Linked DNA regions of Sus scrofa: all the other regions are linked to region 1. Evidence: chromatin contacts called from public Hi-C and promoter capture Hi-C data. All regions are on one chromosome and are shown on one strand. Each heading gives the region's core, a stretch centred on a gene start, on an enhancer-like site or on the middle of the called end of the contact. The rest is flanking DNA. Distances are from core to core; before and after follow the strand shown. Region 1 holds the start of NFKBIL1 (NF-kappa-B inhibitor-like protein 1). Region 2 holds the start of DHX16 (DEAH-box helicase 16). Region 3 holds the start of SKIV2L (Ski2 like RNA helicase). Region 4 holds the start of SLC44A4 (solute carrier family 44 member 4).

What was found. Promoter capture Hi-C pulls out the DNA fragments that hold promoters and counts their contacts. Hi-C and Micro-C count contacts between places; a contact is called where the count stands out from the background.
Region 2: a Hi-C map of embryonic fibroblasts shows a contact between it and region 1, with 3 times the contacts expected there. The contact joins the promoter of DHX16 here to the promoter of NFKBIL1 in region 1. A contact is called at or near these places in 1 of 5 promoter capture datasets (liver) and 3 of 47 Hi-C or Micro-C datasets (embryonic fibroblasts, heart right ventricle and liver).
Region 3: a promoter capture Hi-C map of fetal liver shows a contact between it and region 1, with 2.3 times the contacts expected there. The contact joins the promoter of SKIV2L here to the promoter of NFKBIL1 in region 1. A contact is called at or near these places in 1 of 5 promoter capture datasets (fetal liver) and 1 of 47 Hi-C or Micro-C datasets (heart right ventricle).
Region 4: a Hi-C map of undifferentiated spermatogonia shows a contact between it and region 1, with 2.5 times the contacts expected there. The contact joins the promoter of SLC44A4 here to the promoter of NFKBIL1 in region 1. A contact is called at or near these places in 5 of 47 Hi-C or Micro-C datasets (embryonic fibroblasts, epiblast stem cells, heart right ventricle and 2 more) and 1 of 2 datasets of contacts at active chromatin or transcription factors (alveolar macrophages).

Annotation. Positions count from the first base shown.
Region 1 is chr7:23,668,634-23,676,517 of Sscrofa11.1, forward strand. It overlaps NFKBIL1 (NF-kappa-B inhibitor-like protein 1), which reads left to right and starts at 4,369. Exons shown (of 5, transcript XM_021098451.1): 1 at 4,369-4,449; 2 at 4,551-4,698; 3 at 5,904-6,180. The coding sequence starts at 5,916. It overlaps ATP6V1G2 (ATPase H+ transporting V1 subunit G2), which reads right to left and starts at 4,408. Exons shown (of 3, transcript NM_001145380.1): 1 at 4,327-4,408; 2 at 3,955-4,055; 3 at 3,276-3,449. The coding sequence starts at 4,408. The coding sequence ends at 3,276. It overlaps LOC102161099 (a long non-coding RNA gene), which reads left to right and starts at 523. Exons shown (of 2, transcript XR_002345613.1): 1 at 523-1,051; 2 at 1,151-1,712. It also overlaps a transcript of DDX39B not described here.
Region 2 is chr7:23,203,230-23,211,113 of Sscrofa11.1, forward strand. It overlaps DHX16 (DEAH-box helicase 16), which reads right to left and starts at 4,644. Exons shown (of 20, transcript NM_001123106.1): 1 at 4,438-4,644; 2 at 2,456-2,706; 3 at 1,961-2,123; 4 at 1,620-1,676. The coding sequence starts at 4,644.
Region 3 is chr7:24,044,139-24,052,022 of Sscrofa11.1, forward strand. SKIV2L (Ski2 like RNA helicase) reads left to right here and starts at 2,878. Exons shown (of 28, transcript NM_001101817.1): 1 at 2,878-2,990; 2 at 3,069-3,172; 3 at 3,856-3,965; 4 at 4,059-4,176; 5 at 4,305-4,419; 6 at 4,525-4,599; 7 at 4,873-4,926; 8 at 5,022-5,212; 9 at 5,378-5,506; 10 at 5,721-5,866; 11 at 6,469-6,615; 12 at 6,737-6,821; 13 at 6,974-7,080; 14 at 7,377-7,523; 2 more. The coding sequence starts at 2,969. It overlaps NELFE (negative elongation factor complex member E), which reads right to left and starts at 2,763. Exons shown (of 11, transcript NM_001101825.1): 1 at 2,687-2,763; 2 at 2,165-2,247; 3 at 393-462; 4 at 146-291. The coding sequence starts at 2,239.
Region 4 is chr7:23,972,569-23,980,452 of Sscrofa11.1, forward strand. It overlaps SLC44A4 (solute carrier family 44 member 4), which reads right to left and starts at 4,662. Exons shown (of 21, transcript NM_001101818.1): 1 at 4,612-4,662; 2 at 2,769-2,817; 3 at 2,041-2,114; 4 at 1,822-1,900; 5 at 399-498; 6 at 185-310; 7 at 1-45. The coding sequence starts at 4,645. It overlaps EHMT2 (euchromatic histone lysine methyltransferase 2), which reads right to left. Exons shown (of 29, transcript NM_001101823.1): 27 at 6,248-6,326; 28 at 5,947-6,122; 29 at 5,115-5,620. The coding sequence ends at 5,440.

The DNA.
Region 1 (7,884 bases), core at 3,119-5,618:
GAGGATGAAAAGAGCCCCGCCCTCCGCAAATGCCCAAGGCCAGAGGACGCCTAGCGTCACCTCTCATCGCCGCTGGGGCCTCCGATTAAGCAGGCGCCCACTGGAGGAGCGAAGAGTAAAGGAAACACAATGGCGCCAGGGCCACCATCTTGGACTTCCCCCCCTCCCCCGCGCGCCGCTTCCCTGCCTCCGCCCCCCCAACCTTCTTGCTCTTGAAAGGAATGTATGCGGTGGAAGTAACAACTCAATCAGACCCCGGCGACCAGACCGTAGCTTGTACAAGGGTTATCAGGAGCCCTGCGACGGGATGGCCGCAGAGAAACGCAGATGGAGTCGGATTGTGCTGAAAGCCAAACCTTACCTGAACAAGGCGAAGGCGTATGGCGGCGGCAACAGCGACGAAGGAGGGAATCGGCCTTCACTTCCGGTTCCCCGCTCCCCACCCCCCACCTCCGCCGGCCTCCCGCCTTCTTCGCTGTGAGCGCGCAGACGCAAGAGACCGGAAGAAGGACCTTCCACCATTCTATGGTTCCGCGCGCTCTAGGGTTGCCTTTAGAAAGTGCCTTTGTGAAAGAAAAAGCCACTTTTAACTCCGCCGCTAATGCCAGTAACAAAAGGCATAAAGGAAACCAGCATTTTCTCCCAGTGTTATCTTTTTATCTTGTCCTACTCTTTTTCTCGTCCTTCTCCTCTCCACTTAATTTCTTGCCACGCAGGCCTCCTCTCTGGGCACCCCTCCGTGGAAGCCACCCAAGGTGGCGGGACTGCGAGTTCCCACGGGGTCCTTGGCTCGGTAGTCAAGGTGACCTAGGGAGGTTGGCCCTGGAGCTAGGTAAGGGTTGTCCTTAGGTTGGGGGAGGAAGGAAGTCTGGTTCTTCAGTCGTACCCTTTCCTCAGCAGTGGAGGCAGTGGACGACATTTGCCTAAAATTATGTTGGCTGATGTAGCTGATGTCCTCAGGGCCCTGAGATTCGTGGGCATGGGCGGCGAATCAGGAAGGTATTTTGAATCCACCGAGTCTAGATTCTGCCCCAGGTGTTAAAGACAAATGGTAGGTAAGTGGTAAGGTTTGAGAGTTACATAATATTTTATAAATTTTCTACCATAACATACTTAGTCCTGCCTCTAATAGCCCCTTCGTTTGGCCTAGATTTTTTTTCTGAATGAAATATTTGATACCCACCTCCACTCCGGTTTTTATAAGTTATGGAAATCAAATGTGACTTAAAATTGAGAACTGGGGAGTTCCCATCATGGCTCAGCAGTTAACGAATCTGACTAGCATCCATGAGAATGAAGATTCGATCCCTGACCTTGCTCAGTGGGCTACGGATCCAGCGCTGCCGTGAGCTGTGATGTTGGTTGCAGACACAGCTCGGATCCTGCGTCGCTGTGGCTGCAACTACAGCTCCGATTCGACCTCTAGCCTGGGAACCTCCATATGCAGCAGCTGCAGCCCTAAAAAGCAAAAACAAACAAAAAACTGAGAAGTGTTTGGCCCTTTACCTGTTATCGCACTTAACCACTTAACACCAAGGTGTACCATTATTCCCATTCTACATCAAGCGAAAAGGATTTAGAGAATTAAAGCAACATGTGCAAAGCAATGGAGTTTGTAAAGTGACAGAGCCAGAGAAAAAACACTTACTTATTCTCTACTAAATCCTGTCTCCATGCTTAAAGAGTGGTTAATAAACACACTATGGATCACCTCATTAGTTCAAGTTCTTGGTGCAGTAGGCTTGTTTCCTGTGGCCAAAAGAAATGACAGTGGTCCAAGGATGGTGTCATGGAAGGGCAGTTTTTCCAACCTGTAGTATCAATTTTTTTCAACAGTATTTTATCAACTGCCTATTCTGTGCCCGGTGCTCTCCAAAGATCTGGGGACACAGCAGTGAAGAGCTCTATCATCACGGAGTTCACATAATGGGGGAGATGCCACATAAACATGTCAAGTATCCATAAGTGCTGTGAAAGAAAATATAGCAAGGTAAAGGTGCTTGTTCCTACACCCCAGTTTTTCTCTACAGTTGCCATCTCTAGTCCTCAGGTTTCCAAAGGAGGAGCCACATGTTTCTCTATTTATTTATTTATGGCTGCACCCACAGCATGGGGTAGTTTCTGGGCCAGGGGTCAAACCCAAGCCACAGCAGCAACAACACTGAATCCTTAACTGTCAGGCCACCAGGGAACTCTGTTTCTCACTCAAGAAAAAAAATAACATACCATTTGCTTTTGTTTCTCCAGCAAGCATCAAAAACAGCCCCTTTGGGTGTCTGGGGAATACATAAACCAGGAAAATGAGAAAAAAATGAAGCAAAAGAGGAGGCTGACTTGACCCACCAATTGGTTTGCCCATAATTATTTTATTGACACTTTTTTTCATAGTTACAAAGGGAAAGTAAGGTGTTGAAGATGTAGAAAGGAAGGCCATGCATACAAGGGGACAGAGCATCACTTTAGATCTCAGGTCTTTGGGAAAATAGGAAAATGCGGAAATCCAATAAAAAGAAAGACCAACTTAAGAGAGACAAAAAGGGAGGTTAAGAGATGCAAACAACTTCCTGGCACTTCCGTAGAGAGGCTAAATCAGATCATTATTTCATCTTTTCAAGGATTATAAGGTCTCTGGGAAAAGAGGTGGGAAGAACCAATTCCTCATGGAATCACTAGGGTCACAGAATAAATGAGTAGAATTAGAAAACCACAGACAGAAATGAGGAAACAGCTGTGTTTAGGTTTTGGCAGGTGGGCAGGGGATGGTAATTATATCACAAGGTTGCCAGTCATTGAATCGCAGCTACTACATGCTAGAAACCATGCCAGGTTCTTTACAGAATGGTTCCTAACCATTGCAGCAACCCTGCAAGGTAGGCCTTATTACTGTTATTCCAGTATTGCAAATGACACTGGAGCTGGAGTTTAAGGTGCATGTTCTGGTTGCCCAGCTGGCAGGTGGCAGGGTTGGGAGAGGGATCCAAGCCTACCAGGCTCTGAAGTCAGAGTGGTTTCCACATCCCTACTTCTTCTGTCACAAAGGGGTTGGGTGAGGGTGACTTGGGATTTACAGGTTCCCAGTGAAGGATTAAGAACATGGAGATTCAGGTCTGAGCAGGATATTTATAGATTTCACAGGAGAATTATTGGATTTGCTTCCAGAATTTCTATGGAATGAGAAGGTGAAAAGGATCATGGTGGGAGGTGATTCTTGAGGATTTCTTTGAAGGGGGGAACTGGAAGGAGGAGTCGGGCCCTCCAGGGACCTGGTGTGGGTTCTAGGCAGCAATCCGGTAGTTGGGGTGGACCTGGGGCCTGACGTCGCAGACCATGCCAAGAAGCTGGGCCAGGACACGTTCCCGATTTCTTTGCTGGGAGCTCTGCATGCCCTGTACCTGGCGTCTTGTAGCCTGCTCCACCTCAGCGGACAGGTTCCCCTGGGAGCCCATGGCCTGGGGGAGGTGGGGGAGAGAAAGGAAAAAGCAGAAACAGAGAAAGAAGGCATCCAGGCACATGGAGGGAAGGATCCTGGAGCAAGGCCAGGAAGAAAGGCCCTCTCCAAAACCACTGCCATCCACAGAAATATCCAGACATCAAAGAGAGCCACGTAATGCCCTCTCCTCTAAGACCTGACAGGCAGCATCATCCTACAACAGACCATACAATCCCCACCGCCTCACCACATGCGCCCATAAAACTCTGCCCTCCACCCCAAATGTCATACTCTGCATGGACTGTGACATCCCCCTACCTCCACAAGCTATACAAGTCCTTTAAAGCTCCCAGACTCTCTTACGTATTGCAAAGCTCCATCAGCAATGTGGTCCTCGCCAGAGTCCCCTTCAGCGAGGGGACCCCTCCACCTTTTTTTCTTGTGGAATCACCCTGTATACACCTCACCAGATAGACCTATCAAGTTGCATCCCAGGGTCCCATCCCAGCTCCCCCATGACTTACTGCTTGCTGCTTGCTCTGGAATTCCTGCTCTCTCTCTCTGCGGTATTGCTCCACTTCCATCTGTGCCTCTTCCTTTGCCTGCTTCAGGCGCCGCGCCTTCCCTGGTAACAGAAGAAAGGACAGAAAGTGGAGGTAGACCCTCCCCACCACCACTAAATCTGAGAGTATGGGTCACTCCCTTCGGAAAAGTTATTCTGCCTTCTCTCAGTCAGCTAGATGCTAGATTCTGACACCCATTTCTTCCTTCCTAATAAGCCACCCCAGCTCCTTCCTCCCCACCAGCCTTGGGTTATCCGAAGGACTCAAATGTTTGCTGTATCCCTACCCCCAGTTTTCTCTCTGGACTCCTAAGGGAGAAATGAAGAGACTCACTCTTTCTGGCATCTGCCACCTTCTCAGCGGCCCGCTTCTCAGCTTGCAGGAGCTGCTGGATGCCCTGGGATTGACTGGCCATTTCTGTCGTTTATGACCGATGCTGTTTCGGATGCTATCAAGGTACCAGACGGCTCTCCCCCACACTGCCTACTTCTCCTCCCCCAGCTGTTTGCTGCAGCCTTCCACTACCCCTGGGTCTTAGTGCTCCTCTTTTCTTTCAGCCTTCTGCACCGGGTGTGCCCCCCAAATTGATCCTCCGATTGATGATGACTGCTCCTTTTCGCTCACCTCTTCCTCTGGCAGTACCCAAAATTACCGCCTGGGGGCAGCAGAGACCAGGCCCAAAGCTCCCCACAACCGTCGTCGCAGGTGCAGGGTTTTCCCACTTGGAAGGGCTAGGAATGCGGGCAGGGGTCAGGAGGAGAGAAATATCTGGGAGAGAAGGAGACATAGAAGGATTGAGAATGGGGTGAGGAGGTAAATCAATCATCCTGGGTGGTGTGTTGGGCATAGAGTATGCTGGGCTTCTCTAAATTCCAACTTGTCTTCCCCTTTTTTTCTCCCTCTCATTTCTATCTCCTTTTTCTACTTTCTCAATTCCAGATATCTCCATTCATCTCACTTGCTTTATTTTCTTGTGTCTTTTCCTGTGTTTTTCTCCTTTATGACCTGTCCCTTTCTCGGCCTTGCTGTGGTTTTGGTTTTGCATTTTCACCGTGATTTTTATCCTGTCTCCCCTGTTTTCTCTCCTCATCTTTTCGTCTATTACTGAATCATCTCTCTCCTTCCAGTTGGGGGAGGCGGGGTTCAACCTCCAGCTAGCCCTTGCCTCTGCTGCTTTTTCTGGCGTATCGTAGTCTTCCGGTTTCAGACGGACCCTTTATCTTAAGTTCCCTAGGTTCCCCCCCGGAGGCTAGAGCAAGGAAACACCTCCCGCCCCCCTCGGGGAGGAACGACATCCGGTAACGCGCTTCAGTTCATTTCCGCCCTTTACCGGCGTGTCCGCTTGCGCCATTTCCGTCAGCCTAGAGTGTCTCCGCCCTTCCCGCCTCCCTTCCTCGCAGCGTCTTAAACATAGGCCTCGGGCCTACTGCTCCGGGGGTACTTAGGGGGGCGGGGGGCAGGTCTGATGAGTAACCCCTCCCCCCAAGTCCCAGAGGGAGAAGCCTCTACATCTGTCTGCCGGGTACATTATATTCAATTTCTAGATCATTATTTGAAATTGTGACTTTTTAAAATTCAAATTTCTGTTGATAAAAATTTCCCTCATCAGTCTTTTATTATATAACAAAATCCTTTATTAAAAATTTATGTGGGCCAATGAGCCGCAAAGTAATCATTTATCCTTTTCTCATTAAAAAAATTAAATGTGACCCCAGCTCCCTCCTCAAAATTTTTCTTCAAACTTATCTGGTAAAGAGATGAGGATTAGGACTGGCCCTCATCTTTTGCTGAAGATACGAGGAGAAATGGGGAACGGAAGGGAGGAACAGAGAGAATGTCAAAGATGGAAGAGGGAGGGACCATCCAAGGCTGAGGTCCTGACTGCTGCCTTTTTTTTCCTTCTTTCTCAGCCCAAGAGTTCCATGGCCTCCACCTCCCGTCGCCAACGCCGAGAGCGTCGCTTCCGTCGTTATTTGTCTGCAGGACGGCTGGTCCGGGCCCAAGCCCTCCTCCAGCGACACCCGGGCCTTGATGTAGATGCTGGGCAGCCCCCACCACTGCACCGGGCCTGTGCCCGCCACGATGCCCCTGCCCTCTGCCTGCTTCTTCGGCTTGGGGCTGACCCTGCCCACCAGGACCGCCATGGGGACACGGCGCTACATGCTGCTGCCCGCCAGGGCCCTGATGGTGAGTCTGCCCTGGGAGGGAACAAGGTCTGGAGGACCTGGTGGGGTGTGAGATGAAGGCCAGTGGTTGAAAAATAAGCTGGTTATTTGCTCCCGAGACTTAGGGAAGAGTTGGCTTTGCTTATCATTTGTGCCTTTACATGACTGAGCTCCCTTTGTCTGAAGAGCCCTACATTCCCCAAAACAGCAAGTAGTAGTCAGAAATCATGTTTTTCTAGATTAGTGGCTATCTAGTCTCTTGACTAGTTTTTGCTTGTATTGCAAAAAGTACGACAGAGGATACTCTTTGCAGTTACATTGTCTGGGTTCAAAGTCCAGCTCCATGATTAATAGCTGTGTATTCTTGGCAAGTTTCTAAACTTTCCTGATGCTTAATTTGCCCTTGTGCAGATTTTTTTTTTTTTTTTTAATGGCTTAAATGCAAGTTCCCAGACCAGGGATTGAATCCGAGCCACAGCTGTGACCTGCACCACAGCTGCAGCAACACTGGGTCCTTTAACCTACTGCATTGGGCCAGGGATCAAACCTGTGCCTCTACAGCCACCTGAGCCACTGAAGTTGGATTCTTAACCTACTGCACCACAGCGGGAACTCCCCCATGTGCAAAATTAGATAATGACCCTTGCTGTGTGCCAGGCACTTCTCACAAAGCAGCTCATTTAATCCTCACAACTACCTTATGAAGGTACAAGTACTAACATTAACCCCCATTTCTCAGATGAAGAAAAGCACAGAGAAGTTCAATAATTTGCCATAGTTGGAGTTCCCATCGTGGCTCAGCAGCTAACAAATCTGACTAGCATCCATGAGGACGCAGGTTCAATCCCTGACCTCACTCAGTGGGTTAAGGATCCAGCGTTGCCATGAGCTGTGGTGTAGGTCACAGATGTGGCTCAGATCCTGCGTTGCTGTAGCTGTGGTGTAGGCCGGCAGCTGCAGCTCTAATTCAACCCCTAGCCAGGGAACCTCCATATGCTGCAGGTGTGGCCCTAAAATGCAAAAAAAATAAAATTAAAGAATAGTTTGCCAAAGTCACACAGCTGTTAAGTGGTAGAGCAAGAAAGCCTAACTAGACTGTCCATGCTCTTAATAGCTGCTTTATCCTGTGTGATAACTTTATAGAATTACACAGTGATAATGCCCACGTTCAAAGCACCCATGCTGTGACGTGTGTTTTAAGAATCAACTGAGGAATTTCCCTGGTGGCATAGTGGGTTTAGTATTCGGCACAGGCTGCAGCTGTGGTGCAGGTTCAGTTTCTGTCCCAGGAGCTTCCACATGCTGCAGGTGCAGCCAGTCAGTTGACATAAAGAATACATGAGTAGAGCCCCTGGCAACGTGATAAGCACTCTAGATGGTGGCTTATCACAGGTCTGTACTCTTTCACCCACTGTTCCGAAACTCAAAAATACTCTGAAAACCAAACATTTTTCATCCATCTGCCACCAAACTCATTTGGTGACAAAACCTAACCTAAAGCAAGGCTATCCACGCTATGTTTTTACCCTACTGATGTCAAATTTCATACATTTCAGTGCAGAAACATTCATGCGTTCAGTTACTAGGGCTGCCCAGGCTCTCAGGAGCGGCCTCGTATACAGTGTACCGCTGTCCCTTGGTATCCGAGAGGGATGTTCCAGGACCTCCCTCCCAGGATACCAGCATCCGCAGATGCTCAAGGTCCTTGTATAGAATGATGTATTTG
Region 2 (7,884 bases), core at 3,394-5,893, 470 kb before region 1:
CAGCTGAAAGGCTGTTGGTAGGAAGGATATAGGCAGCTGGACAGTATGGCAGCCCGATGTGGAGGGCACATCACCACCCAACAGGTGTTGCCACCACAACTGTTTAATCAGAGTCTAAGCAAGGTGTAAACCCAATTTCAACTTTTATTTTTTTTTTGGCCATACCCATGTCAAATGGAAGTTCCTGGGCTAGGAATCGAATCCGGGCCACAGCTGCAACCCACGCTACAGCTGTGGCAAAGCCAGATAGATCCTTAACCCGTGGCACCACAGCAGGAACTCCCCAGTTTCCACTTTAATGTGCGCACCTGGGGGAACTTAAAACCACAAGATGAGGATCAGATAAATCCGGAATGTAGGACATGGTGCAAGTTGAAACTGAAAGTCAGGAAAGAAGAGGGAAGGAAAAAAACAAATTGAAGACACCTAACGACCAAATGCAATGCATGACCCTTGACTGGATTCCAGTTTGGAAAAAGCAGTAATTAAAGACATTTTGGGGTAACTAGGGAAATCTTATCGTAGGCAGGTTCTTAGTTGATATGTGAGAATCATCTTCCTGGGTCTGACAATGGCGCTTTGGTTTTAGAGAATGTCTTACTCTTACCAGGTACATGCTGATGCGATAAAATGCCACTATGTCTAATACTTCTAAATCGTTCAAGAAAAAAGCCAACGGAGTTGCCATCGTGGCTCAGTGGAAACAAATCTGACTAGTATCCATGAGAACTCCCAACATGTCCTTAGGTCCCAAGAACAGGGAAAGCTCACACTTCCCTAATACACAATGTGATCTGATCCTAAGGAGTCAAAGAGGGTGTATGGGCCACTCCCTTCCCTCTACAACTTAAGTCCCCCCTCAGCAGGCTCCTGTCAACCAAGCCCCCTCCTCACCCAACACCCCACCCCAAGAGTGACCCAACACTCCGTCAGCAGCCCCACTGTACTTCCTCTGCCTCCCTTCTCCCCACCCCTAACTGTCCCATCAGAAAGACTTTCCCGGAGTTCCCATCATGGCTCAGTGGTTAATGAACCCGACTGGTATCCATTAGGACACAGGTTTAGTCCCTGGCCTTGCTCAGGGGGTTAAGGATATGGCATTGCCATGAGGGGTGGTGGAGGTTGCAGATGTGGCTCATATCCTGCATGGCTGTGGATGTGATATAGGCTGGCGGCTACAGGTCCAATTAGACCTCTAGCTTGGGAACCTCCATATGCTTCAGGTTCGGCCTTAAAAAAGCAAACAGGGAGTTCCCGTTGTTGCGCAGTGGTTAGCGAATCCCACTAGAAACCATGAGGTTGCAGGTTCGGTCCCTGCCCTTGCTCAGTGGGTTAATGATCCGGCGTTGCCGTGAGCTGTGGTGTAGGTTGCAGATGCGGCTCGGATCCCGCGTTGCTGTGGCTCTGGCGTAGGCTGGTGGCTTCAGCTCCAATTCGACCCCTAGCCTGGGAACTTCCATGTGCCGTGGAAGCGGCCCAAGAGATAGCAAAAAGACAAAAAATAAATAAATAAATAAAAATTAAAAAATAAAAAATAAAAAAAGCAAACAAACAAACAAACAAATAAAAAAAACAGAACAGAAAGACTTTCCTTTTGTCTCCTGGGCACTGGGACTCACCATGGCTTTCCGGTCTTCCTCAGCCATCTTGAGGCGCTTCTGAGCCTCTTCATAAGCCTAGGAGAAGAAGGCAAGAGGCCCAGAGAGGACTTTGTGAGGCCCAAAGTCCCCACACCCATTCTCTTTCTAGAATCCCCAGGCTCAGTCAGGTGTTCTCCAGCACAAAGAAATGTCCCCCCTCACTGAGGACTCTCTGTGGCTACAGGTCCAGCAGAGAGCCTTCTCAGCCGGAAGACGCCACTGGAGGCAGCTCCTGTCTTCCGAAAGGTCACTTTCTGCAATCACACCAAACCTCAGACGCAACTTCCTGGGGATTTATGGAACGTGCTGCTCCTACAAACCTTCTTGTCTGAGCGCTCCAGGACGTTGCGAGTTCGATCCTTGTCCCGCTGCCTAACCCGCTCCGCAAACGCATCCCGTTCCTCCAGGTCCTGAAGGCGCTCTCGCTCTGTCCGCTCCCACTCATCCTCCGACTCTGGCTTCTCCGTCTGTGGTTTATTCCCCCTGCAACCCAGCCCAGAGGATTAGTTAAGGGCATCCCGAGGCCTGCTGTCGCATTATCCACCCGCCCCATCCTCTCACCCCCCACTTTTGGTCTTTTTAGGGCCACCGCACCCATGGCACATGGAAGTTACCAAGCTAAGGGTCCTACACCACGGCATGGCAACTCGGGATCCAAGCCACGTCTGTGACCTACACCACAGCTCACAGCAATGCCAGATCCTCAACCCGCTGATTGAGGCCAGAGATCGAACCCGTGTCTTCATGGATACTAGTCGGGTTGGTTACCACTGAACAAGAATAGGAACTCCTCTCTCACCCTACTTCTGACTTACCCTGTAGTCTTCTTTCCTTTCTCAGGAACTTCTTCCTCCTCTTCTTCCTCCTCTTCCTCCTGACGTTTCTTCCTGAGGTGTTTCCGTTTTTTCCGCTTCTTCTGGAGACTGCTCCCAGCCCTGCCTACAGCCTCCTCACTGCTCTCCTCACTGTCCTCCAGCAACCTGTAGGATCGGTTCTTTTCCAGCAAGGCTCGGGCCTCTCGCTCAGCTGCCCGAGCTGGCTTTTCTGCCACTGCCTTCCGTGGGACCTGTCAGAAGAGGAGAAGACAAGGGGGTGTGGGCAACTCCCGATCCCTGCCTACCTACTCAGCCCTGCTCCTAATTTAAGGAGTAATTTGTTTTTTGTTTTTTTTGGTCTTTTGAGGGCCGCACCTGAGGCATATGGAGGTTCCCAGGCTAGGGGTCCAATCAGAGCTACAGCTGCCGGCCTATACCACAGCCACAGCAACACGGGATCCGAGCCACGTCTATGATCCATACCACAGCTCATGAATCCTTAACCCACTGAGCGAGGTCAGGGTTCGAACCCGCATCCTTGTGGTTGCCAGTCAGAGTCGTTAACCACTGAGCCATGACGGGAACTCCAGGAGTAACTTGATCTTCAACTGGCCTTCATTCTCTCCCTTCCCCAAGACCTTGCACCAGGCCCACCTGCCTGAATGGGACCGCTCAGCTTCTAAACTTCTTTTCAGTAATTCATTTAACAAACATTCATTAAAGCCTGTCCTGTGCACCCACTGCTAGGCATTAGGGATACTGGGATACATTAAGAGAAAAATCCTTATCCTCATGGAGTTTACATTCTCAAACAGTTCTCAACTGTTCTGCCTCCCTTCTTTCCAATGACTAAGTCATTCCCATACAAGGGAGTTCCAGTTGTGGTCAGTGGTTAATGACTCTGACTGGCAACCATGAGGATGCGGGTTCGACCCTGGCCTCGCTCAGCGGGTTAAGGATATGGCGTTGCCTAGAGCTGTGGTGTAGGTTACAGACGTGGCTCAGATCCTGTGCTGCTGTGGCGTAGGCCAGCAGCTGTAGCTACAATTGGATCCCTAGCCTGGGAACCTCCATATGGTGCAGGTGCAGCCCTGAAAAGATGAAAGACAAAAAAAAAAAAAAAAAAAAATGTCATTCCAACACAAGGACTGACAAACTGACAAGGATTGTTTTGCAGAAGCCTGTCACGTGCCTGGCACTGTACCAGACTCCAAGGATACAGTGGTGAACAGATTAACAAAAAGCCCTGACCCTCACATCACAATGTTCTAATTTCATCTCTCACTAAGCACCTTGTAGGACGGATGCATCAGGTTATCTGCCATCCTGTAAACAAGCTCAATACTTTCATTCTTTTTTCTTTTTAGGGGCACACCTGTGGCATGTAAAGTTCCCAGCCGGGCTAGGGTCTAATGGGAGCTATTGCTGCCGGCCTGAACCACAGTCACAGAAAGGGAGGATCTGAGCCGGTGTCTGCTACCTACACAACCCACGGCAACACTGGATCCTTTAACCCACTGAGTGAGGCCAGAGATGGAACCTGTGTCCTATTAGTCGGGTTTGTTACCGCTGAGCCACGACAGGAACTCCCCACACATTTCTTCTATAACCGCACTACTCAAGGTGTGGTCTGTGGACCATCAGCATCACCTGGAAACTTGTTAGATTTCGAAATGAAGAAACGAAGAATCCTTTCCAGACCTACTGAATTAGAAGCAGCATTTTAACAAAAGCTCTAGAGGAATCCTACACCTGTTAAAAGTTTGAGAACACTGCTCTATACCGCTTAACCCAACGTACTTAAGCCGTCCTCAACCCGCAGGCGATAACGGACAAAGGATAAACGCCTGTTAACTGAGTTAACTTAATTCTCCAAACGCGCGTCCAGCCCAGCCTCACTGGGACAAACAACCTGGGGACCCCTTCCCTGCTCCACCCCCTCTCCTATTTCTCCCACGCCGGGGCCCCGCCCCTCTAGGCACCTTGTTCCAGAGTTTCAGGGCGAAGTCCCGGGCTGGCCCGCTGAGGTCCAGGGTATCAGTGTCTCGCAGGCGCTGCACAAACTCTTCCGCAGAGGCGCAGCGCTGTGCGGTACCGATCAGGAACTGGGCCACGTGCCGCTCGCTCAGCCCCAGCACCGAGTGCAGCTCGTCCTGCACCCAGCGCTCCAGCCCAGCCGGCGTCGCCATGGCGACCTATGCTCCTTATTCCTGGCCCTGAAAGTATCTCCAGCAGCCACGCTGGCGACCGGGCGGGTCGGAGGCCTGGAGCCCCGGGCTGGAACCTCTCCTCCCCAAAGAAGCTGCCTTAGCACTTCGGGGTTCGGTTGCTGACAGTCCAAAGCAATCTTCCCGGACCCCGGAGGCCGGAAGTGGTCCACTTTTCCGGCCTAAGCACTACGGTGGCTGAACGGGCCCAAATCTCGCGGAAGTGTACGGGATAAAAGTTTCATTTCCTCCCTTAGTTAATCTCTCTGCCTCCCCCACCACGTTGGTGATTTGTAGGTATTTCATTCAGCAAATGCTAAGATCCTAATATGCGTTAGGTACAGTTTCAGTCCCCGGGGATATAGCAAAAATCAATCCGAAACGAATCCCGTGATGAATTTACAGAGGCTGCGGGGGAGGGGGAAATTTACATGTAAATTAAACATGTAGGAGTTCCCGTGGTGGCGCAGTGGTTAACGAATCCGACTAGGAACCATGAGGTTGCGGGTTCGGTCCCTGCCCTTGCTCAGTGGGTTAACGATCCGGCGTTGCCGTGAGCTGTGGTGTAGGTTGCAGACGCGGCTCGGATCCCGTGTTGTTGTGGCTCTGACGTAGGCCGGTGGCTACAGCTCCAATTCGACCCCTAGCCTGGGAACCTCCATATGCCGCGGGAGCGGCCCAAGAAATAGCAAAAAGACAAAAAAATAAAAAAATAAAATAAACATGTAAATTCTATGAAACCAAAAATAACGCAAGGTTTGTGAGTGTGTGTTTGCGGGAGGGCGGTGAAGTCCATTTCAAATTAGAAGATCGGTCCACTTATTACAGATTCGCCCGTGCTGATTAGGAGTGACCTTTGCTAGGACTGATACTTTCTGCAGAAATGAATATAGGTTAAGCATAAGGCAGGACTCTAGGTAGGAAGAAATTTGGGATCTGAAGGAAAAAACTCAGTGCCTTCTCAGAAAGTTATTTTAGAAGATCTCCAAACTAATGCACAAAATGTATTTTGCTTTTTTTTTCTTTCCTGACAGCTTGAGAGATTGATCAGTGGCTACTTAATTTTTTTTGGCCACGCCCAAGGCATTTGGAAGTTCCCTGTGCCTGGATCTAACCTGCTGCACAGCAGTACAAGGCCAGATCCTCACCCGCTCGAATCAGGGAACTCCACCGTCTGCTTAACTTCATTTTTCATCGATTTTTAGGTCCATACTCGCGGCATATGGAGGTTCCCAGGCTAGGGGTCAATCGGAGCCACAGCTGCCGGCCTGCACCACATCCCCAGCAACGCTGGATCCAAGCCGCGTCGGTGACCTATGCCACAGCTCAGGACAACGCCAAATCCTTAACCCACTGAGCGAGGCCAGGGATCAAACCGCAATGGTTTCTAGTCGGATTGTTTCTGCTGCGCCACAGCGAGGAACTCCAAGCGCTGCTTAATTTTAAATAAGCAGAACTTGTTGCTTGACTTTGCTATCTGACCTCTTTTTGATACTGCTTCATACTTTTACAATTAATCGGATTTATCAGACACAACTGTTGGGAAACAAAACATTTCTTATTCCAATTAACAGCCACAGGTAGCTCCACATCATTGATTTCTTGGATCACTGTTTTCTGTTTCTAAAATGAACCCTAGGCACCCCTGGCATCTCAGAGCTTTCTGCCTCTGCTTTCCTGGGTCACAGCTGATTAGGATCTTTACCAAATTAGCTGCCAGCGTTTCCCTCCATGCCCACACTCTCTCTGAAGGGGCTCATTCTTTTGACACTTTGCTTGTTCCCTTGCTAGTAAATTAAAGACTTTCAACATATGTCTAAGATCAATTTGTCTGGAGTTCCCACTGCAGCTTGGTGGGTTAATAACCTGACATAGTGTCCATGAGGATGAGGGTTCAATCCATGGCTCCATCAGTGGGTTAAAGATCCAGCGTTGCTGCAAGCTGAGGTATAGGTCTCAGATGTGGCTCAGATCTGACATTGCTGTGTGGCTGTGGTGTAGGCTAGCAGCTGCAGCTCCAATTCAACCCCTAGCCCAGGAACTACCATAAGCCACAGGTGCAGCTGTAAAAAAGAAAAAAAAAATCAACTTGTGTAACACATTTTGTTTTTAACAAAGGGGGATTCTCCTTTGACTAGGTTGGGAGAAGCATCCTCTAATGACAGGAATATAACTGCTTAGCCATGTCTTTTACTAGCCAGAACTTTAAAAAATGACCTAACAATTAAAATATAGATATTCCACATTTGTGGAAGATAGAAATTCATTGAAATGGGAAAACCTTCCTGTAACCACAACACTTGGACCACAAAGCCATGAATTATCTATGGTTCATAAAACTTTAGGAATATAAAACCCATCACCTATCAGAGGAGACCCTTTTTCAGGAATCTGAACATAAACCTGCAATTTCCGCAGATTTATTTAGTTAGTTAGTTTTTTGCCTTTTCTAGGGCCACTCATGTGGCATATGGAGGTTCCCAGGCTAGGAGTCTAATCAGAGCTGTAGCTGCCGGCCTAGGCCACAGCCACAGCAATGTGGGATCTGAGCCTTGTCTGCGACCTACACCACAGCTCATGACAACACTGGATCCTCAACCCCCTGAGCAAGGCCAGGGATCAAACCCGCAACCTCATGGTTCCTAGTCAGATTCGTTAACCACTGTGCCAAGATGGGAACTCCCCTCAGTAGATTTATTATTTATGGTCCGGAGTCTTGGAGTAAAATCCCATGGATTAGCCACTACTAATCATACACTCTCTGGCTGCTTGCATTGCACTAGGCTTCTGACCATAGTCCTTCAATTCAGAGTGTCTTTTGCCTCCAAATTTTTAGCTCTCTTTATCTATTCACTCATTTATTCAGTCATTCATTCTAGAAATAATTTTCTGTGTCCACTAGGTGCCAGGGCTGGGGATGCTAGGTAAACCCAACCAACATCGTCTGCCTTTGTGGTACTTCCAGTTTAGTGGATGCTTCCTCAAACCAGTCCTAGACTTTTTTTTTTTTTCCCTTTTTTCTTTTTTTCTATTTAGGGCCCTACCCACAGCATATGAAGTTTCCCTAGCTAGGGGTCCAGTCAGAGTTGTAGCCACCAGCCTAGGCCACAGCCACAGCAACACCAGATCCAAGCTGTGTCTGCAACACTGGATCCTTAACCCACGGAGCAGGGCCAGGGATCAAACCTGTGTCCTCATGGATACTAGTAAGGTTAGTTAACC
Region 3 (7,884 bases), core at 1,628-4,127, 370 kb after region 1:
GTAAGAAACCTGAAGCTCAGAATGGCAGAGCAATTGCCCAGGACTGAACCAGCATTACTTTCCCCCTAAACCTACCTCTGTTCCAACTTGGCAGGATCCCTCTGAAGTCACGGATGCCCTGAACCATCTTTCTCCCTGTGCTCACCTTTAACTTCCCCTCTAGAGTTCGAGAACGTTTGAAGCCCGAGTTCTTGGTCTCGGCCTTGATGGCACTGATGGCTCCTGACTTCACCAGCTGCTTTGCTTGCTCAGTTGCTGTGGCCGTGTCCACCACGGGCTGCTCTGACAGAGCTGGAGTGGCGGGGGAAAGAGGCTTTGTGTTGGCCAGGCTGTGACAGAGGTCGGCCTGGGCTCCTCACTTCCGGTCTATCCCCACTTCCCCTGTCACTCACAGCGTTTGACACCACCTTGGCTGGCAGTGCTGCTGCTGCTTTGCTTCTTCAGAGCCAGCAATGCCTTTTTCTGGGAATGAGAGTGAGAAGAGAGGGGTCAGTGAGGGCCAGTCCCTGCCCAGGTCCTCTCCCAAGGCCCCTGGGCACATCACTCCAGGGGACAACTTTCTCAGAGAAAATAATGCAAATGGTGCCCCTAGAGTGGCACACTGAGGCAGCCCTGCCTCTCACATATGGTCCCCCAGAGCATCTACAATGCTAACAACACCTAATCTATTCAAACCACAGTATCCAGAGGCTTTCCAGAGTCTCACGTTTCTCAAGTCGAAGACAAGGGGTTTAATCATAGACCAGAGTCTGCAGATACAAGCTGCAATTAAGTGTAAGTCTCCATGCCTTCTTGGGGGCTTCACCTGTCCGCCCCCTAAACGTTTAATCAGAAAGAGCATCACTAGGAATTTCTGTAACAGGTCTATGCAGAAGTATGAGACGGAAATCCTCCCCTCAAGAAGCTTAGAGTTTGAGAAATAAGATGACCAGACTAAATTGTCAAGACTGATTAAAGAAGTGTAGACTATAGCTGAGAGCAAGTAAGACCTTCCTGATGCCCACATTAAACTGAGCCCTGGATAGAATCTACAATAACATACAGAAAAGAAAAGGCATTTTAGACAAAGAAAACAAGGCGGCAAAGATGCAGAGATAAGACTCTGGGTGTGTGTGTGTGTGTGTGTGTGTGTGTGTGTGTGTGTATGTGTGTGTGTTTTGGGATTAAGGAATAGTTCTTTTTTTTTTTTTTTTTTTTTGTCTTTTTGTTGTTGTTGTTGTTGTTGTTGCTATTTCTTGGGCCGCTCCCTCGGCATATGGAGGTTCCCAGGCTAGGGGTTGAGTCGGAGCTGTAGCCACCGGCCTACGCCTGAGCCACAGCAACGCAGGATCCGAGCCGCGTCTGCAACCTACACCACAGCTCACGGCAACGCCGGATCGTTAACCCACTGAGCAAGGGCAGGGACCGAACCCGAAACCTCATGGTTCCTAGTTGGATTCGTTAACCACTGCGCCACGACGGGAACTCCCAGGAATAGTTCTATTTGACGAGGAAGGGCTGCCAAATTAAGGCTCTTTTATAGACAATGTGAAACCACTGGCTTTTGAGAAAAAGAAGGACAGTGTTTTCTGTTTTCAAAGCACCATTTTAATAGAAGTAAAAAAGTCTGTCGAAAAAAGAAACTTGCTGAGAGACGATTACAACAGTCTAGGTGAGCATCAGCAAAGGCCTGACTGCGAGAATACACAGGAAGGAGTAAACAGAAGAAGTTACTTCAAAGGAGGAATCAAGACGACTCGGCAAACATTTGGCTACGCAAATAAGACAGAGACGAGATCTGGATTCCAAACAGCGGGAGAAGTGAATGGAGTCAGTCCTATTTGGAAGACCAAGATTAGAATAGGTAAGACCAGAGCGGCAATATATGAAGGTTATTGGCAAGATACAGATGGAACTAAAAAAAACCAAGCCTGGGATCACCAGTTCTTAGGTGGTACTAAAAGCCGGAGGAAAGGAAGACACCTCCATGGCAGACTATACAGAAAAGAGAGAAAAGCAAGTATCCACCTTGAGAAAGTCCACCCATGAAGGGACACTGAGAGGTGCCATGTCTCTAGGTATGAGCTAGAAGAACCCCCACCCCCCCATCCCCTCACACTCACCCCAGGTGTTCTCAGTGTAGAGTCTTTGAAAGTTTGGGCCATGCCCACACACACTCCCTCACCTTTTTCTTGAGTTTGTTGAATTTCTTCTGCAGAGCCTCCTCCTCCTCGCTCAGTCCGGGGGGTATCACCAACATGGTGGCTCCTGGTTCAGGGGCAGGGCCCAAGACATCTTTCTCCACTGTCACCGCCCAGGGGTCACACGCCGTCCACACTGCACCCAATCCCACCCCTCCAGGCCTGCCTACTCCTGTCTTTTGCCTCTCCCTACCCCTTGCTTAAACCAGCTGCCGTCCAAGCCCCCGCTCGTCGGGATCAACCAGCATTCCCTTCTCTCTCCGGGAATCACGGATACCAGCGCCTTGGGGCACCACGTAGCCCAGGAAGGGAGAAACACCCCCTCCGTCGCGAAGACGATGGCACCAGACCCCCCCTACCTCGCTGGGGTTAGTATGGCATTCGCAGGGTCCGAAAAGCAGAGGAGGCAGTGGAACCCGCGCAGCGCTCTCAGAGCAACGAACAGGGCAAGAAGAGAGAAGGAGCTCGGAAAAAAGGGGCGAAGGGTGAGACGGAGAAGGCCTTACCTGAGGGGGCGGCAACCGGAGCCCCACGGTCTCGGGCGGCGCCCGCGCGGGCAGCGGATCGCTGGCTCGGAGCGATGACGTAGCGAGGGGCGGAGACCGCGGTAACCAAGGCGGCTCGCGGCGCGCACACTTCCGTCCGGCCTCCCACCAGCTTGGGTTCCGCCCCTCGGTAGTGCTCGTCCCCGCCCCCAGCGGGGTGTGTTCCGGAAGTCGCCGCTAGTTCCGCGGGTTTCGGCTCCTCCCTACACTTCCGGGCTGCCCGGCAGCTACCGTGGCTCCAGGATGATGGAGACGGAGCGACTCGGTGAGGGGGCAGAAGGTGGGAAGGAGGAGGAGACAGGGAATGACCCTTGACCCCTGACCTGTGATTTTCCTCCCATAGTGCTGCCTACCCCAGATCCCCTGGATCTGCCCCTCCGCGCCTTGGAGCTAGGATGTACCGGGCGCTGGGAGCTGCTGAATGTGCCTGGGGCTCCAGAGAGCACCGTGAGTGACTTTTAGCTCTAACCTAACCTTGACCCTTATTAATAGGGCTTAAAACCCCTTTCAGCCTTCTCACAGTAGGGTCTAACCTGACCTGGCTCACCTGTCTCTGGACACCTGTCATCCCAGCTTTGGACTGGTGCGGGATGGATCCCAACCCAGTCGACCTGCAGTGCGTCAGAGCCCATGAGAAGACAGAGCAGGGAGCCCTGGGGATAACTTTAGCTCTGAGAACTGCTCTTTCCAGTGGGTCTTTTCTCCCTGGCATCTTCTTCTGTCTCCAAGCACCAGGGCACTTGTTGGTGGCTGATAGGTCAGCCCTTGAGCACCTTCGGTTTTTCATCCTTAGGTCTGGGGCTCCTTTTCCTAAAACTAGTGATTATCAGAATCTGTGTGCCTCATGATTAGAGGGGGAGCTTTCCTAAATTAGAAATTCTTAGGTCCATCTCCAGAAATTCTTTAATCCAAAATCTATATTATTAAACAGCTCTCCAGATAATTCAGTTGCAGGTCAGTTTTTCCTATAAAGTAGGACAACCTTTGGAAACTATTGCTTCAGCCTAATTGTCCTAGCCTGTATGGGACACCTACCATTTCTGATCTAAACATGAAGCCCGTCACCATCTCTTTTGTCTGTGTCTTACTCTCTTTCCTTGCCTCATGCCTCTCGTCTTGCCCTGTTCCAGCTTCCCCACGGCCTCCCACCCTGTGCCCCAGATCTGCAGCAAGAAGCAGAACAGTTGTTTCTGTCCTCTCCAGCCTGGCTGCCTCTGCATGGTGTGGAGCACTCAGCCCGGTGAGGAGTCTAGAGGGGCCTGGACTAGGGGAAATGGGTTCCTGAAGGAAGTTGAGACAGAGGAGAAAGAGCTGAAAATTTCTTTCTGTCCAGAAAATGGCAGAGGAAGATGGATCCCTGGTCTCTCCTGGCCGCACTGGGGGCCCCAGTCCCCTCCGACCTGCAGGCCCAAAGACACCCAACCACAGGCCAGATACTAGGCTACAAGGAGGTAAGAGGTCAGGGGCCACAAGAAGCAGAGTTGGGAAGTGGGGGGGGTGGGGTGGGGGGGTGGCGGCCGGAGCGGGGGGTTGTCAGAGGCCAACTCAGCCTCACTGGCGCTCTGATCTCTTGCCTCAGGTCCTGCTAGAGAATACAAACCTGTCGGCCACAACCTCCTTATCTCTTCGCCGGCCACCAGGGCCCGCCTCCCAGTCCCTGTGGGGGAATCCAACACAGTACCCTTTTTGGCCAGGTGATGCTTGTGGAAATGGGATGGTCGGGGAGAGGGAGCCCTTATTCTCCACCCCCCTGAGTCATGGCCACCCCATGAATCCCTGTTTCTCCAACCTCTCCCCAGGTGGGATGGATGAGCCTAGCATCACAGATCTGAGTACTCGGGAGGAGGCAGAGGAGGAGATAGACTTCGAGAAAGGTGAGGTGGTGCCAGGATGGGCCCTTTTGAGGGAGGGCTCTGAGCCCAGGCCCCGAGGAGGAAGGGCCCAGGCCTCTCACTGGGTCCTTGCTGGCTTTCTTATTTCTTTGAGCAAATTAGAAGGAACCCTGCTGTCAACTGTTGGAAAAGTGTCATGACAAATATCCCCAACTACAGCATCTACACTGTGAATGATGTCCTTTAGGTTTATATAGTGACTTGTTCAGCAGCTTGCAGTAGCCCTGATTCTCTCTCTCTGTCCCTTTCCTCCAGATCTTCTGACTGTTCCGCCCGGCTTCAAGAAAGGTGTGGACTTTGCACCAAAGGGTGAGTTTCAGTTTTGAGATGGGGGCGTAGAAGAAGTGGCGCCCTACTGCTTCAGAGCAGAGCTGGACATGACTGTTTTTTGCCCTGCTCCTCAGATCACTCAGCTCCAGCTCCTGGGTTGCTCAGCCTCAGCCGCCTGCTGGAGCCCCTGGATTTGGGTGGGGGCGATGAGGATGAGAGTGAGGCAGTGGGACAGCCAGGAGGTGCCCAACGGGACGTTGTTTCTGCCCCTCCCTGCAGTGCTCCCCTGGCTCGAGCAAGCAGCTTGGAGGACCTAGTGTTGAAGGTTGGTGGTTCTGGGCTGTTGAGGCAGGGAAGAAGGGGCCTTGCCCCGGACAGGGTGGGCGGGCCTGCCTGGGTCCAAGAGAAAGACTGGAGCATCTTTTGGTTGGGGTGGTAGTGGAATGCTCTCTGCCTCTGTCTTTATCACCCCTACCTCTGACTTTTCCAGGAAGCGTCCACAGCTGTAGCCCCCCGAGAGCCTCCCAAGCCCCCACCTCAGGAAGAGTGGGCCATTCCCGTGGATGTCACCTCCCCCGTGGGTGATTTCTACCGCCTCATTCCCCAGCCAGCCTTCCAGGTAGTGTGAGCAGCCCTCACCCGCTCTCCTCCGCCCCCACCCCAGCCTTGGGTCCTCCCCCCACCGGAGGCCTGATGCCTTCAGGCCAGTGTTGGACCTCAGTCCTGGCCTGGCCTCACCTTGGCTTTCTCCCTGCTGCCCCGAGTGCCCCTCAAGTTGGAGGCAGGAAGACCCCCTCCATTCTTCAGCCCCGATCTCCTGCTCTCTCCCACAGTGGGCGTTTGAGCCAGATGTGTTTCAGAAACAGGCCATCCTGCACTTGGAACGGCACGACTCAGTCTTTGTTGCAGCTCACACATCCGCGGGGAAGACAGTTGTGGCTGAATACGCCATCGCCCTCGCCCAGAAACACATGACACGGTACAGGTCCCCGCCACCGCCTCCCCCTTCACCATCCCTGTTCTCACCTGCGCCCTTTCTAAGTCTCATCTCTTCTCGGCTTCCCTGCCTCATCCTTTATTTATTTATTTACTCATTTATTTTGCTGTTTCGGGCCAGATCCCTGGCATATGGAGGTTCCCAGGCAAGGGGTCCAATCAGAGCTGCAGCTGCCAGCCTACGCCACAGCCACAGCGATGCCAGATCCTTAACCCACTCTCTAGGGCGAGGGATTGAACCGGCGTCCTCATGGATACTAGCTGGTTTCATGACCGCTGAGCCACAGCAGGAACTCCCCCTCCTCCTTCTTTAGATGAGAGGTGTGGGGGAGAAACCGAGCCGAGGTTGAAGAAAAATGGCAAGGAAAGGGAGAGAGGTTAGAACGACCCACGTTAGTTTAGGAAAGGGTTGGGGGACAGGGTTTTTCCGGGGTCAGGCCATGAAGGGGAACGTGAGGGAAGTTGGAATGACGAAGGGGGCACCGAGCTCTGTGCGTGCATGCTTCTGGGAGGCTCAGGCTGGGAGAGGAGCTGCTGGCTGGTGTCTGTGCCGAAGGACTGGCTAACTTCATGCCCTCTTTCCAGCACCATCTATACCTCGCCCATCAAGGCTCTGAGCAACCAGAAGTTCCGAGACTTCCGCAACACATTCGGGGACGTGGGGCTGCTCACCGGTGATGTGCAGCTGCACCCAGAGGCCTCTTGCCTCATTATGACAACAGAGATCCTTCGGTGAGAGATGGGCGCTCAGCACGGGCGGGCGTTTGGTGGGGAAGTTGAGGTCTCCCGGGAGAGCGTCTGGGCTGCATTGAGGGTGGAGACAGGCTGACGCCCCTGCGGCCTCTTTCCCCAGCTCCATGCTGTACAGTGGCTCGGATGTCATCCGGGACCTGGAGTGGGTCATCTTTGATGAGGTGCATTACATCAACGATGCAGAGGTAAGGGGCTGGGGGCCCGGGATTCCTGGCAGGCCTCTCCTGTGGAGCCGTCTTCACAGCCCGTGCCCCTCACTGCCTGAGCCACTTCCCCAGGGGTGGAAGGGTAGCCCCCTCTGAGCTGCTGGTGACTTGGTTTCCCTGCTCACGCGCAGCGTGGGGTCGTGTGGGAGGAGGTGCTGATCATGCTCCCGGACCACGTCTCCATCATCCTTCTGAGTGCCACTGTCCCCAACGCGCTGGAGTTTGCTGACTGGATCGGGTGAGACGCGTGTCCAGGGGGCTTGTTCCATAGACTCTCACGGTGGGGAGAGTGGTCGGGCCTTGGGGGTGGGGATGAGAAAGGGGTGTGGCCGGGGAAACACATCCAGCTTGAGAGGCCGGGGATCCCACTTGGGCCCAGACCACTTCACGTGTCGAGAGAGAGGGTGACGGGCCAGCCTTCAGTCTGACTCCCAGAAAAGTGAGGGTGAAGCCAGAGAGGGGAAGGCGGTTGGCAGGGGGACGTGGGTTTCCACATGCTCCCCCGCCCCATCGGCTGCCTTCTCGTCCCCTCAGGCGGCTGAAGCGTCGCCAGATCTACGTGATCAGCACTGTTGCTCGGCCAGTCCCGCTGGAGCATTATCTCTTCACGGGGAACAGCCCCAAGACCCAGGGGGAGCTCTTCCTATTGCTGGACTCGCGGGGCTCCTTCCACACAAAGGGGTAAGCAGAAGAGCAGGGAGAGCCCAGGCTGGGCTTGGCTGGCTGTGACCAGAGGCCACCCTTCCCCTGCCGCAGGTACTATGCAGCTGTGGAGGCCAAGAAAGAGCGGATGAGCAAACACGCCCAGACCTTTGGGGCCAAGCAGCCCACGAATCAGGGGGGACCTGCACAGGTGAGCGCCAGCAGGCTTTGTACCTGCCACCGCCTCTCTCTGCCCTGTCCTTTCTTCCCTCCTCCCCCAAGGGTCTGGAGTTGAGCTCCAAGCACTGCCCGAGTTGACACGGCTTCACCTCCCCGCTGCTGGTTCAGGGACTCTGTCTCCACTCCCTTCTCTCCGCTTCCCCAGGACCGTGGTGTGTAC
Region 4 (7,884 bases), core at 3,412-5,911, 300 kb after region 1:
GAGGAAACTGGGGCAGAGCTCCTGGCTCAGGCTTTGGTGCACTGGCTGGAGGGGGGGACAGAGAGACATACAGACACACAGACAGAATAGGATGATCATTTACCATCTACCCGACTCCCACCCCCATGCATTATGGACCCGCCCTGGCGACAGCAGGGGATGTGACTTTGGGGGCAGTGCTTACCATGTCCCCAGGCACCCCTGGCAGACAAAAGCTCCTGTTTGCAGCGTAGAACACCTGCCCAACCGTCTGTGAGAGCTGGTTTGTTGCCACGGTCCATGAGACCGCTGGGCAGGAGGACACACACACCTGGGGGCAGAGAGTGTGCTGAGAGGCTGGTACCCTCCCCCTCGTGGGAGGGGGGATATGGGAGCAGAGGCAGGTCCCAGACGCTGACCTGGGGCGTGGGGCAGTCCAGACCATTCTGGGCGACCGCGATGATGTTGGTGGTTAGGACGCAGCTGAAGATGTTGAAGTACAGGAGATAGGGTTTATCTCTGCAGGAAAGAGGGAAGCGTATGCGTCAGGGCTTGGTCAAGTCTTGGGGAAAAGAAAGGGATGGCCAGGGCTGCGCCTAAAATGTGCAACAGGCCCATCACGGTCCAGACACACACCACCCAGCTCCTGACCTCAGGAAGCTCAGCCCAACTGGGGAGGCACAGGAGACACCTGAAAGATTTCCCCAAGGAATGTGGCATCTCAGCATCGCCACTTCTTCTTCTTCTTCTTTTTTTTTTTGTCTTTTTGTCATTTTTTTTAGGGCTACACCCACGGCACATGAAGCTTCCCAAGCTAGGGGTTGAATTGGAGCTGGAGCTGCCGGCCTATGCCACAGCCACAGCAAGGCCAGAGCTGAGCTGCATCTGCCACCTACACCACGGCTCACGGCAATGCCAGACGCTTAACTCCTTGAGCAAGGCCAGGGATCAAACCCGCATCCTTGTGGATACTAGTCGGGTTCGTTAATCACTGAGCCTCGACAGGAACTCCAGCATCGATACTTCTTCTTTTTATTTTTTTTGCCTTTTTTCTAGGGCCGTTCCTGCGGGCATATGGAGGTTCCCAGGCTAGGGGTTGAATTGAAGCTGTAGCCACCAGCCTACGCCAGAGCCACAGCAATGCGGGATCCGAGCCATATCTGCAACCTACACCACAGCTCATGGCAACGTCGGATCCTTAACCCACTGAGCAAGGGCAGGGATTGAACCTGAAACCTCATGGTTCCTAGTCAGATTAGTTAACCACTGAGCCACAACAGGAACTCCGGGCATCGGTACTTGTAACAAATGATTTAGAGCTTGAACTCTGGAGCCAAATCATCACCCAGCTTTATGAGCTTGAGCAAGTCACTTAATCACTCACGGCCTTGGTTCTATCACCTGTAAAATAATAGCAGCTACCTCATAGGGTTTCAGTGAAGTTTGGGTGTGTAAAGGGCACTGTCTATCTGGCATGTAATACACACCATAGAAATGTTCAAGGTGTTGATGTTGATTGAATGTTTCTTGCAGGCCAGGACGGAAAGCTTGGTTCCTGGAATCATCCTTGTGTTTCAGATGAGGAAATCAAAGCTCAGAGAGGCTGAGTACATTGCCCAAGATCACAAACCAGAACTTAGTTCCTACGGGGATTCAAATGCCCGTCTCTAGACTCCAGAATCCCTGCACTTAATCGTGACTCTACAATGCCTCTGGGGGGCACTCAGAAGGCAGGGGTCGAGGCTGCTCGTTGTGGCCTGGAGTGGTGAGATTCAGGGAGACTGGAGGGGAGTGTCCCCTGCCCCACCCGCTCCTGCCCCTTCTTCCTGCCTTTATACTCACTTGTTTTCCCCGATCCCGCAATAGGCCCCAGAAGAGTTCCGGGGGTAGAGGACTTGCTGGGGGTCTCCATAGACCCAGGCTGGAGACAGAGACACACAGTTAAATCCCTGGAGGGGACGCAGGCAGGGGCTTCAGAGGGGACGGCCATGGGCATGGTCCCTCCCTGGGACAGTAATGTCCCCCGGCCACTGGCCCAGCTTTGCACAGCCATGAACTCACCCACAAGCCCCACAGCAATGTAACCCAGAATGAACACAAAGAAGAGGACACAGCAGATGATATCCGTGCAGCTCCTGGGAGAGAAATGGGGGAAACCTTTGGAGAGGATGCTGGGGGGAGCATGGTCTGGAGGACCCAAGGTTTGGAGAGTTGGGGAACACTGGAAAGTAGGAAGAGGTAGGTTTCATTGTATTTTATATATATTTTTATGGGGCCGCACCTGTGGCATATGGAAATTCCCAGACTAGGGGTCAAATTGGAGCTGCAGCCATGGCAACACCAGATCCTTAACCCACTTAGTGAGGCCAGGGATTGAACCTGCATCCTCATGGATCCTAGTTGGGTTTGTTACCTCTGAGCTGCAACGGGAACTCTGTTATTTTATTTTTTAAGAAAAAAATTTTCTGGGTGGGTAAACTTTCTTCTGAAATTTAACACCAGAAAGGGCACAATTTGTAAGTGCTCGGCTGGACAAATTTTCCCAAAGGGCATATGCCTGGGTAGCCAGCTCCCAGGTCAAGACACAGAAAGAACATCACCAGTTCCCAGAAGCCCCTTTGCGCCCCCTCTAGACAAGGCAATTTCCCCAGGGCCGCCACTCTCCTGCGTAAAAGCGTTTCCCCCACAAATTTCTAACCAATATTCAGCAAATAGAAGCAAAACCAGGACACTTACTTCCCCCCTCCGCCTCTGCCCCCCACCGGTGGAGCACGGTGTCCAGAACTCACCTGTTCCTGATGGGGCCTCGGAAGGAGGGGTCATACTTGGCTGGTTTCCCTGAAGGGCGTGGGGAGAGGTGTGGAGAGTGAGGCATCGAGAGGGGTCTCTCCCCCATTTCCAGTCCCTCCAACCCTTTCCCCGCACAGGATCTGCCATGCACCGGGGTCCTCCCTGGCCCTCAGGAGTTTGGGGGGAGATGGACTAGGGCAGGGCCGGGAGGAGGGGAAATAGGAGAACAGGAAACGTTAGGATCAAAGCTTGGTCAGCAGCCTCACGGCTCACTGTGAACTCCAGCCAGGCGGCCTTGGAGGGAGGGGAAAGGGCCGCCTTTATGGGTCATTAATGGCTCGAACCTCAAGGCCGCCAGGCAAATAGCCTTCATCTCCTTCCCCCACCCTGGCTCCGGAGTCTCCCTCCAGCTGGGGTGTGGGCTGTCTTCAGCCTTCCCAGTGGCTTTCACACCCCTATCCTTGTGGGCGCAGATTCAGAGCTTTTCAGGGAGGTCATAGCCCCTTCGGCATCGACCCCAGCCCCTTCCTCTACCCCCGGCCCCAAGCTAAGGGGAAAGACACTGGAACCGAAGGCATCCACTCCCCCAAGGCCCGGGGAGGGGAGGGGCCCCTGCAGACCCCCACCCCGAAAGGACTTCGGTCTGGTCTCCAGGCTACTGTCAGTCCCTGGGAGGGCAGTCCCGGTGACACCTGAGCCTGGCAGTTGAGATTGGGGCCACGTCCTGTTCCTGGTCCTCCCTGAGTACACACAGAGAGGGGGTGGGGCCAGGCAGCCAGGGTCCCCTGTGGGCATCGAGGAGGGAGGACAGAGGGCTGGGATGGGGTGTGGTCCATTGTCCCTGGTGCCCTGGACTCTGTCCCTCCAAGGTTCTCGGACATGATGTCAATGATTGACCCAAAGCCGCTCCGGGAAGCTGAAGCTTACGAGGCGCCCTCACTGCTCCCTCCCCTAATTCCCTTTGGACCAAGGAAGGCTTCTGGGAGGCCCCTCCTTTGGGTTCCCTTCTTTCCAGAGAGAAGTTCAGAACCCCAGACCCCAGGGGGCCTCGGCAGGCAACCCCCTAGCCTTCGATGCTCACAGGTGTCCCAGTGTCCTCTCCCTTCAGACTCCCGCCCCCCAACCCCAGGCCTGGGGACCCCTGGGCAGCCTCCCAGCCTTGTTCCTCACAGATTCTGGAGACAGGCTCCCTGCTCCCTTTCCTGAGGCCTTACCCTGCAGAGGACCCTCAGCAGGTGCTGCTCCCCATTCCTCTGTGTACACCCTCCTAACAGAGACCCTCGAGACAGGCCCCCAGCCCCCTCTCCACCAAGATCTGCAGCCCCAGCTCCTCAGAGGGACCCCCAGCACCCTGTCCCCTCAGAGACCCAGAGTCCAGGCCGAAACTCCTCCTCCTCTTGGGGACCGCAGCTGCTTCTCCTGACAGCTGCCTAGACCCCAGCTCACCCCTCCCAGGCTCTGCAGCACCTGACACCCCCAGCCTGAGCCCTTTCCCCTCCTCAGGACCCTGTCCCTGCCTCCTTCCGGTTCAGGCTCTGCTTCCCAGGGCCCTGCCTCCAGAGAACCAGAGTCCAGGGCTGATAGCACCCCCTCCTCCCAGGGACCCCAGATGCACTCCGGGAAGGCTCCCCAGCCATGGCTCCCAGCCCCAGAACCCCGTCCTCCTCCCAGGACCTTCTTCCATCAGCTCATTTCCTGGTCCCTCCCCTCTGGGACTACGGCTCCCCTCAGCTCCACTCCTTGGGGCGACCCCAGCACCGCGCCCCCCTCCCCATTCCCAGTGTAGCTCTCCCTTTCCTCACTGGAGCCCGAGCCCCCATCCCAGCCTGGCCCCAGCCTCACCGTAGGCCTTGTCTGGGTCCTGTTTTTCCCCCATGGCTCAGTCTCCGGAGTGATTGGAGCCTGGGAGACCTGGCAGCTCACCTGCCACCTGCCCCGCCCTCCCTCTGGCACGTCACAGCCCCACCCCTGCCTGTGGTCCCTGACACACTCTAGTTCCTCCTACTTGACTCTGAGCTGGAAGGCGAGCCTGGGATGGGGTCAGGTCAAGGCTACTTGCTCAGGCCTCAAGGACCACGACCTGAAGGACTCCCGCACGCTCTAAGAAAACCCTCCTCAATTTTGCCAACTTCCTCACTGGTTGTACACTCCCGCCCACACCCTCCCGCAAAAGATTAAGTGTCCAGATGAGATTTGGCCTTGACCAGAGATCCTGCACCCGGTCACCCCCTGCCCCTCCCCCGGGCGGCCAGCCGCACCAGCCACACCAGGCACACCTGCCCGGCCTGCTTCCCATCCTCACCTGCCCCTCGCACCCACGTTCCCTCTGGCTGCAACCCCTCGGCTTATTACAAACCCAACATTTATTGAGAACAAAGGAAACCAGTTAGCATAGGGCCCCAATTTCAATTCATCAAACTTCAGCTAAGGATGGGGAACAGGGGGGTGGCCAGCCCTGAAGTCACTCTCCCAGGGAGGAACCAGCTCTGGGAGAGAGGGGCTGTCAGACCTCCAGGGCCTGGCGGGGATCTCTGGCTGAGGAATGTGTGGAGGGGTGCAGGGACAGGAGACTGTGGCACCCCCAGGTGTGGGCTGTGGGCAGCAAGTAGCAGAGGTGGCTGCCGAGTTGGTGGCCGTCCTGGGGTAGGGAGGGGTGTGTGTGGTCCACTCTCAGGGGTTGACGGGGGGCAAGGAGCTGAGCTCGGGCAGCAGCTCGGGGTGGGGGTCCAGGCGGGCCAGGCGGCTCTGCTCCAGGGCGATGGCCTCCGCTGAGTGCTTGCACTTCTCAGAGCCACACTGGCAGGTGAAATATTTGCTTTTGATGTCCCAGAAGCGGTCACCATAGTCAAACCTGTCAGGGGAGCACAGGCGGTCTGTGGGACCCAGACCCACTCCGAAGCATCTGTCCCCATCTTCTGCGGGGCTCTGAGGCCTCCTATGCTCTCTGCACCTACAGCCCCAGCGCTGCCCAGGAGCTTGTTAGGAATGAGGACTCTTGGGCCTCATCCCAAACCTACTGACTCAAAACCTGTGCGGCTTGGGACTCTGTTTATGGCCCGTTTCAGAGAAGCTCTGCTCTAATCCGTGCCTGGAGAGCAGGCACTCTCCAGCCTTCCTGCTCTGGTCCCGGGCCGGCTGCCCCTCCCACACCCATGGCCGCGTCCCAGGCTGCCTCACCCCAGCTCCTCCCCGGTCCGGATGTCTCGTGAACTGAAGAAGGCAATGCGCGGAAATCGCAGGTCTTGGTGTAGCATGAAGACCCGGACGGGGATGATGTTGGGGTCACACAAGTGGTTGATGAAGCGGCTGATGTTGCCGTAGTAACGGGCATCGATGCAGTAGACTTCACCATCCTGAGGGGAGGGCGGCAGTCAGCACATCCACCACCCACCACCCCTCGAGCCCACCGACAGCCCGAGGCCCCTTCCAGTTTCCATCTGCTGGCCGAGAGGAGGTGATGGAGGGGTCTCCCGCCCACCTTGTTGTCCAAGTCGAAGAGATAAGAATCATCCTCTCTCACGTCAGCCTCGGCATCAGAGATCAGCTCTCCCACATACCTGTGGGCAGGAGGTGGTGGTGCCGGGGTTGAGGGGGGGTTCCTGGGAACAGGCTCTGGGCTGTCTCGCCTCACAACCCCACAACTCCTCTCCTGCTGCCTGTCAGCTGCCCCAGTCACTGTCCATGAATCTCACAGATCAGCACGGCTGGGGCTCGGGTGGGCAAGGCACATGGGGTCCCGAGGACAGGGCACATTGTCTGGGGGGGGAGGCGTGGGAAGCCCCTATCCAGGCGGGGGATCAAGAGGAGGAACAAGGGACGCAGGCATGTGAGGGTACACACAGGACACACTCCTGCCAGCTGGGGTCCCCACCAGACAGCCAGGACAACAGGCAGGACGACAGCCTGAGGCCAGGGCTGAGCTGGGGAAGCAGCAGTGGGTGTTAGAGGGAAGGGCTGCTGCGGCAAAGGGATCAGTGTCTGGGGGCGGCCTGGGTGAGGAAATCTCTTCAGCTGGAGACACTGGAGGTTTGGAGACTAGGAGTCACCCCGCAGGCAGGGGCGGTTCCGGGCTGAGGGCTATTGGAAGGGACGGGTCCACAGAAATGTGAGGACCTGGGGGGCGGTGAGGAGCTGTGGAAAGCAGAGTGAAGAGGAAGGATGGATGGATGGCAAGTAGGTGAGGACGGTGTCATGGGAGCCATCAGGGGTGGCAGACGGCAGGAGGAGGAGGAGCACTGAGACACACGGAGAGGCAGAGGGAAAGGGTAAAGGCGGATGTGGGCGGGAGTGAAGCCAAAATGCAGGCGAACATGGGAGTTCCCTGGTGGCCTAGTGGTTAAGGATCTGGTGTTGTTACTGCTGCAGCAGGGGCGACGGCTATGCTGTGGGTTTGATCCCTGAGTCTGGGAACTTCCACAAGCTGTGGGCACAGCAAGAGAAGAAAAAAAAAAAAAGTAATGCAGGGTATAAATTAATGGTCTCTTACATAGGCAAATGGGGCTGAATTGTTTTAAAGGCCAAAGAGGATCTACGTTCAATGTGAAGTCCATGGACTAAGAGCCACAGGAAAGGGGGAGGTTACAGATGCTGAGAAGAGAAAGACCTGATGGACGGAGGGACCTGAGGCCTCCAAGGAGCTAGACAGAAAGGGAGCTATGACCACCTCCATTTTGCAGACAAGTAAGGCTCAGAGAGGTTAAGAAACTTTGCCAAGGACACCTAGCGGCAGGGTGGGGCTTAAACCTAAGTCTGTCTGTCTCCAAAACTGGGGCTTTCCCCAGTTGGGAAGGGTAGGGGAGAGGGAGTGCAAGGCTCAGAGATACACCAAAGGGGAAGGCACAGGAGGGAGGGCAGATGCAGGCACTGTAGTTGGGGCAGAGTGGAGGTGTGGGGACGGGGCAGCAGAAGAGGTGGGACCCATCAAGGAGGAGGGCAGGGAGCTCCCGCTGTGGTGCAGTAAGTTAAGAATCCAACTGCAGAGGCTTGGGTTCAATTCTGGGTCGGGTACAGTGGGTTAAAGAATCCAGCACAGCTCCAGCTGCACATGTCACAGCTGGGGCTCAGATTCCTTTCCTTGCCCAGGAACTTCCATCTATAGCAAGTGCAGCCATAAAA